2 separate regions of the Triticum aestivum genome follow, and region 2 is linked to region 1. The links are chromatin contacts, called in public Hi-C maps. All regions are on one chromosome and are shown on one strand. Each heading gives the region's core, a stretch centred on a gene start, on an enhancer-like site or on the middle of the called end of the contact. The rest is flanking DNA. Distances are from core to core; before and after follow the strand shown.

Region 1 (2,870 bases), core at 134-2,633:
TGATATGTGGGCCTGTTGCAAAGCTGGCTTACATGTCAGTGGCCCAACGTGGCACGGCATGGTGCTTCCCGTCAACAACAACAAGAAAAAGTGAACAAAAGAATACAAACAAAAGTCGACTCTAGTAAGTTTTAGAAGGAAACCAAATGTCGACTCTAAAACTATTCCTCCCGCATCACGAAAAGTTGATGCAGACGCTGCCATTCTTGGCGCTTCCGCACGCCGGGCACGCCTGTGCCGCGGCCGCGCACGGCGCGCACACGCAGAGGTGCCGGCACGGCAGCAGCAGCACCACGGCCGCGTCCTCGCGGCATCCCTTGCACCTTCCTACTGCTGTCGCGGGACGCTCCTCCACTGCCGGCGTGCCCACCTCCTCCTCCGCGCACAAAGGCACCTGGTTCTCTCCCCAGCAGCACGACTCGGCGTCGTCCTCCTGACCGTCGCCGCTTCCACCGTCACGGACCGCCTGGGAGTCGAGCGCCCGCTGCAGGTCGCCGCGGAGCACGTTGGCCGTGGCCTCGTTGGACTGCGCGATGTCGCGCCACATCTGGGCCTCCATGAAGAGGTTCCGAAGGCGCTCCTCGAGCGCCCAGTTCATGATCCTGATCCGCTCAATCTCGTCGTCCCTGGCCTTGAGCCGCTTCGCCGCCATGGCCTCCACGGTCGAGACGATCAGCCTCGTGTGGCTCTGCCTCTGCTCCGCCAGAGTAGTCCACAAATTTTGCGCCTGCATCATCGACCACGGTTAATAAAAACTACACAGAAATTAAAGCCTGAAACGCAAAGTATCGATCGGTGGCGGCGATTTGATCATGGCATGTGACTTACATGTTTAAGCAGGATGCGGTCGACGTCGATGGTCTGCTGCTGGACGTGGGCCGCAAGAACGTCGGCCGCGGCAAGCATCGACGACCGCCCGTCGCGCTTCCGCTTGTTTGTGCTCATTTCCTGACCACCGTCGGGCCTGACGCCCTTCTTCGCCAGATTGGCAGCAGCCATCGCCAAGAACTCGGAATACTGCTCCGTGGCCGACGTCGTCGTCATCGTCGCCGGCGGCAGACTGAAGAGGTCCGCGCACATGTGGTGGTCCCGCTGGCTCGGCAGCGCAGCACCATAACAAGGCCCACTCGCTGGGATAGTAGCGGCGGAGGCGAGCTGGTGGTGACCGCCGCCGGCGCCGGTGGTGAGTAACATGTGGCGCAGGCGTTGCAGGTCCACGGAGGCCATGGCGATTGATGGGGCGCGCGGGTCGTCCGCTAGCTTCCTATATATACAGCCAAGGCGATGCGTCCCTGGCCGGAGTTAGTCAGATGTGGGAGGTGAGGTCATCGATCGGCGAGAGGGGACGGGCGGGCAGGGTGGCAAAGAAACGAGGTCCGTAGATGGCAGGCCGCCGGGTATTTATGGTGCGTGACCGGGCTTTGGTTGGCATCCTGAGTGAGAATGCAACTGACGATGAGATTGACCGGCCCTGTTCAGGAGGGAATTTTCCTTTTATTTATGGCTTCCGTTTCAATCTCTCCCTAAATTTGCAGTAGAAACCACGAATTCCCCGCGTTATATTACCTTTCTGCACCGAAATTGCTGGCTTCCGTTCCCGACGATTCCATCGATCGGTTGACTAATTTGCAGAACCCAAGCCTTGGCCATATACTGTATCGTTTAAGTTAGTATATGTCGTGGCGCCAAATCAGCACGCATCGTTGAGCCTTTGATCTCTGGACGCACGAATCTTGGGGTATAAGGAAACTTAACAAAGCAAAGCAAATTACGCGCTCTGGACTTGTTAAAGATCGGGAATCACGTACAAAGCCGTGGTTACTGGAGGGCAATTCCAGGAAGAAGGAAACCGTGCATGCGTTACGTACTACGTTCATGCACTGCATCTGCATGCAGAATCAACGTACGTACTTTAATGTGCTGAGATATACTCCATCTGTTCTACATACGAATGTATATAGATGTACTTTAGAGTGTACATTCACAATGCTCAAAAAAAGAGTGTACATTCACACATTTTACTTCGTATGTAGTTCATAGTGAAATCTTTGCAAAGCCTTATACTTTGGAACGGAGGAAGTATATATTACTGCTAGGCGTTTTTTGGCTGGCTAGCTGTAGATGGTTGATAAAAATAATATAGTAAGACAAAGCGTAGACGTAGAGATGAGGGGTCAAAATTAGAAGGGAATGAATGAGCTAGTAATTGATTTGGTGGCGATAGATCGACCATTCATTCATTCTGGGCTGTACTTTGGTGCAAATCAGGCCGATCCATCCGATCCGTACTTTTAATTTGGGCAAAAGCTACCGCCAGCTTTTGATTTAATTTGATTTCCAAAAAAAGATCTCTACCAAAGTAGAGCTTCGATCGTCTTTTAACTGCGGGATACAGATAATCACGTCACCGCCAAAATAGAACCACAGTTGTGCCATCACGCATCCTTTTTTTTTGCATGGAACTCATCACACATCTACACAGTGGCGGAGCCAGGATTGGAGCAAGCCCTGGGCCAAAAAAAAAAGATTTTTGCCCAAAGTTAAAAACTTGACGTTTACAAGGCTTTTAGCTACCACAAAAGATACTCAGACAAAATATGGCTCAATTGCATGAAAAATGAAGAATTTTAGCTCAATGCTTAACGATACAACAAAATAGGTAAAAACATGTGAAGAACTACAAAGAATAGTATGTGATAAAAAAGAGTATCAAATCAATGGTTTGCTTCATCAGTGCCTCACATAACCTCATCATCGGTGGAAGAAGGGCCAACACCTTCAAGACATTAAAAGCAAAATTTCATAAGAGAAGGCGTAAACATCAAGTGAAACAATTATGATTGATATAAATCTAAAAACTCACCCCCTCA
Region 2 (2,870 bases), core at 173-2,672, 85 kb before region 1:
GAGGCGCCGGCGAGGCGGCGGGTTGAAGTAGAGCCCAGCTGTGGTGATGTAGGCGACAGGGTGGCTCAAGGTGAGGCCAAGTGCGGCGCGCGGAGGGGCAGCAACAGGCGGCTTGCGGGCGTGACCTGGCCGAGCGCGACCCAGCGGGGCTGCTCAGAGGCAAAGGCAACACTCGGAAGCGGCCAGCCGAGGCCACATCGGAGGCTCAGCGCAAGGTGAGCTCGGCGGCTATGAGTAGGTGCCGGCCCTCAGAGCAACGGGCCGGGTCAAGGGCAGCACGAGAACGGCTCGGACGGCCGTGCCTGCAGCAGAAGAAAAGGCAGAGTCGAACCATGGCCACGGGCGGCTCGGGGTCAAACCAGCGGGACCCGGCGATTCGAGGCGAACACAGCGACTCGGCGCAGATGCTCAATGGCACGGCGGTGAAGGTGAGGCCGGTGAAGGATGTGGCTCTCATCACGACGACTTGGGGGGAAAACCCGCGTCGGCGCGGGAAGGTCAAAGTGGCAAAAGTTCCTCGTCTCAGCCACGGAGGCAGTAGGCGCTTGAAGCAAGGCCACAAGGGCGGCGAAGGTGAGCAGGCCGTGGTAGAAAGAGGCAGCGCCGGTTCGGCCACGGCAGCAGCGGTGAGGAGTTCGGAGCCCGCTAGCTGGCGGCTCAGGTGACTGAGGCCGAGGGTGGCTCGTCGGAGGTGACTCGGTGGTGGCTCGGCCGCTCATCAGGGCCGGCACCGAACAGCAGTTGTGACCGCGACAGGCGGACCACGACGTAGCAGTAGAGGAGGTCGCAGAAGCCTGCTCAGAGGTGGAGATCGCAGCCCAAGTCCGAGTCGCGGTCAGTTGGATGAAATCACGTCTGTGTTTTCCTTCGAGTCGTTCACTTCCATGGTGGGCCGGCTGGAGCATGGGCGGCTCGCGGCGGTCGGCGGCTTGAAGCGCGGTAGGCCGGCGGGTTGCAGCAGCCAAGGCGGCTTAGCGGGCCGCAGCTTGGACAGAGGTGACCGGCGCCAGCGGCTCGGTCAGCGGGGGCGCGTCGGTGAGGCACCGCTGCGGTGGCGGGGGCGGAACGGCGAGGATGAAGAGTCGTGTCCTCGTCTTGATCCATAGCTGACAGGGCGCATGCAGCCCAAGTTTCTAGTGTAGCTCATCTGTCCTCAGATGATACGGTCTTGATTAGCAGTAGCATCGGGGAAACAACCAAAGTAGCATGCTGATACGGTTTTACTGCTTCATGAATATAGACGTAGTGTTCCTCCAAGATGTTGAGGAGTACTAGTTGAGATAGTACTAATTGGAGTGCTTGTCTGATTCGGTCTTTACTTCACATCGAGATTTTTAGTAGGTCCCCTTGGGACGTGAGACAGCCGCGCCGCAGACCGACTCTCAGGCGTGGCCTGGCGACTTGGCCGTGGAGGATTGAGATGGAGACGCGCAGAAGCAGAGGCAGTGACAGCGACTCGATGATGCATGGCCACGAGGCGAGCTTTGGCCATGGCGGCTCAGAGGCGACGCCTGTCAACGTAGGCAGTCTGACGAGTCCAAGTCAACGCTGAAGTAGTCAGCCAACTCAGATTTGACACCTTCTTTAGAAGTCTGTCCGTTTCGGCGACTTGTAAAACAATCAAATAAATCATAGGACAGGCGGGGGCGGATCAACTGTAATGCTAATTCTTTTTCAACTTCAATCTCATGGATTGTAAAATCTTCATCCGGAAAATTGCAAACTCCTCGATCCCTAGGAAGATCCCTTCAAGAACTCATCATCACCGTGCGCAGGCCCCACGGTGGGTGCCAACTGTCGTGGAATTATCACGGCAGATGTCCTAATGTGAGGACTTAGTCGTGAGGCCAACGCATCTTTGTATTAGCTTGAGAGGGGTTGAGCGGAATCGAGAGACGCAACACAAGACAAGGATTTAGACAGCTTCGGGTCTCGGAAAGCATCATCCGGTAATAGCCCTACATGTTGTTTGTGGCTAGATCTCATTATGCTTATGAAAGAGTCGCCGGTAAGCCGGTTCTCTCTAATTGTGTCTAGCCCTAGAGATTATTGTTTCTTGTTGCTTGTCCCTTTTTGGGGAGCCATACCCCTCCTTATATATGTTGAAGGGGCGGGTTACATGTGGAGTCCTAGTAGGACTAGGACTAGTCTATCCTTTCTTACAAGTTGAATACAAGTCCGGGTCTTGCTTCCTCGTAAAGGAAATATTCGTCATCTCTTTCCTCTTAAGCTGGCCCATCATAACGTGAGCCGGCCTTTTGGGCTTTGGGCCTTGTCTTCTATCTGACCCGCCATTAGGGCCATCCGTGAGTCGCCAGGTTCGTGAGTCGCCACTAACGGTGGGTTGCCAATGAAAACGCCAAGCCCGGGCGGGTCATACCGCGGGGTATATCCCTAACAATGGGGCTAGACGAAGAGATGACCGATCGACAATAAGACGATGGCTCCAGACATGTCGAGGAGGAAGAGTCCCGAAATGACGACGGCGGCAGAGAAGATTCAGGACACGACGAAGAAGAGTCCGAACATGGCGGAGAAGAGGCAGCGGTCATGCCGCAGTCTTTGACGCTACTAAGTTCAGTCGTGCAGGACCCTCATGTTCGAGACCTCCTTCGCAAGAGTACGATTAGCGAGAGAGCTGCTTCTAGAGAAGAGGCCAAGCTGGCGCAACTTGAAGTAGGCTCGAGGACTCCATTGTATGACGGTTGGGATCCCGAGGTGACCCGCATGAGTTTCACGCTCGAACTTCTAAAGACGAATGCCAAAAAATGGACAGATAAAAGCCTTGATGAGCACTTGAAGTTTCTACATAATAAAGTTCTTCCCGCGGGGAACCTGTATCCTACTAGTGTCGAGGAGGCCAAGAAAAT

Evidence for each region. Hi-C and Micro-C count contacts between places; a contact is called where the count stands out from the background.
Region 2: a Hi-C map of leaf shows a contact between it and region 1, with 3 times the contacts expected there. The contact joins the enhancer-like site here to the promoter of LOC123148875 in region 1. A contact is called at or near these places in 3 of 5 Hi-C or Micro-C datasets (all in leaf) and 1 of 1 datasets of contacts at active chromatin or transcription factors (leaf).

The regions. Positions count from the first base shown.
Region 1 is chr7A:640,100,798-640,103,667 of IWGSC CS RefSeq v2.1, reverse strand. It overlaps LOC123148875 (E3 ubiquitin-protein ligase BOI), which reads right to left and starts at 1,383. Exons shown (of 2, transcript XM_044568393.1): 1 at 829-1,383; 2 at 1-727. The coding sequence starts at 1,227. The coding sequence ends at 176.
Region 2 is chr7A:640,186,148-640,189,017 of IWGSC CS RefSeq v2.1, reverse strand. No RefSeq gene overlaps it. Among protein-coding and RNA genes, the nearest start is that of LOC123148875, 85 kb to the right of the region's middle. Within about 2 kb of position 1,422, at least 3 of the 8 cell types and tissues checked have an H3K27ac peak or open chromatin away from gene starts, as enhancers often do. A contact at or near this core is called in leaf, where this site is marked.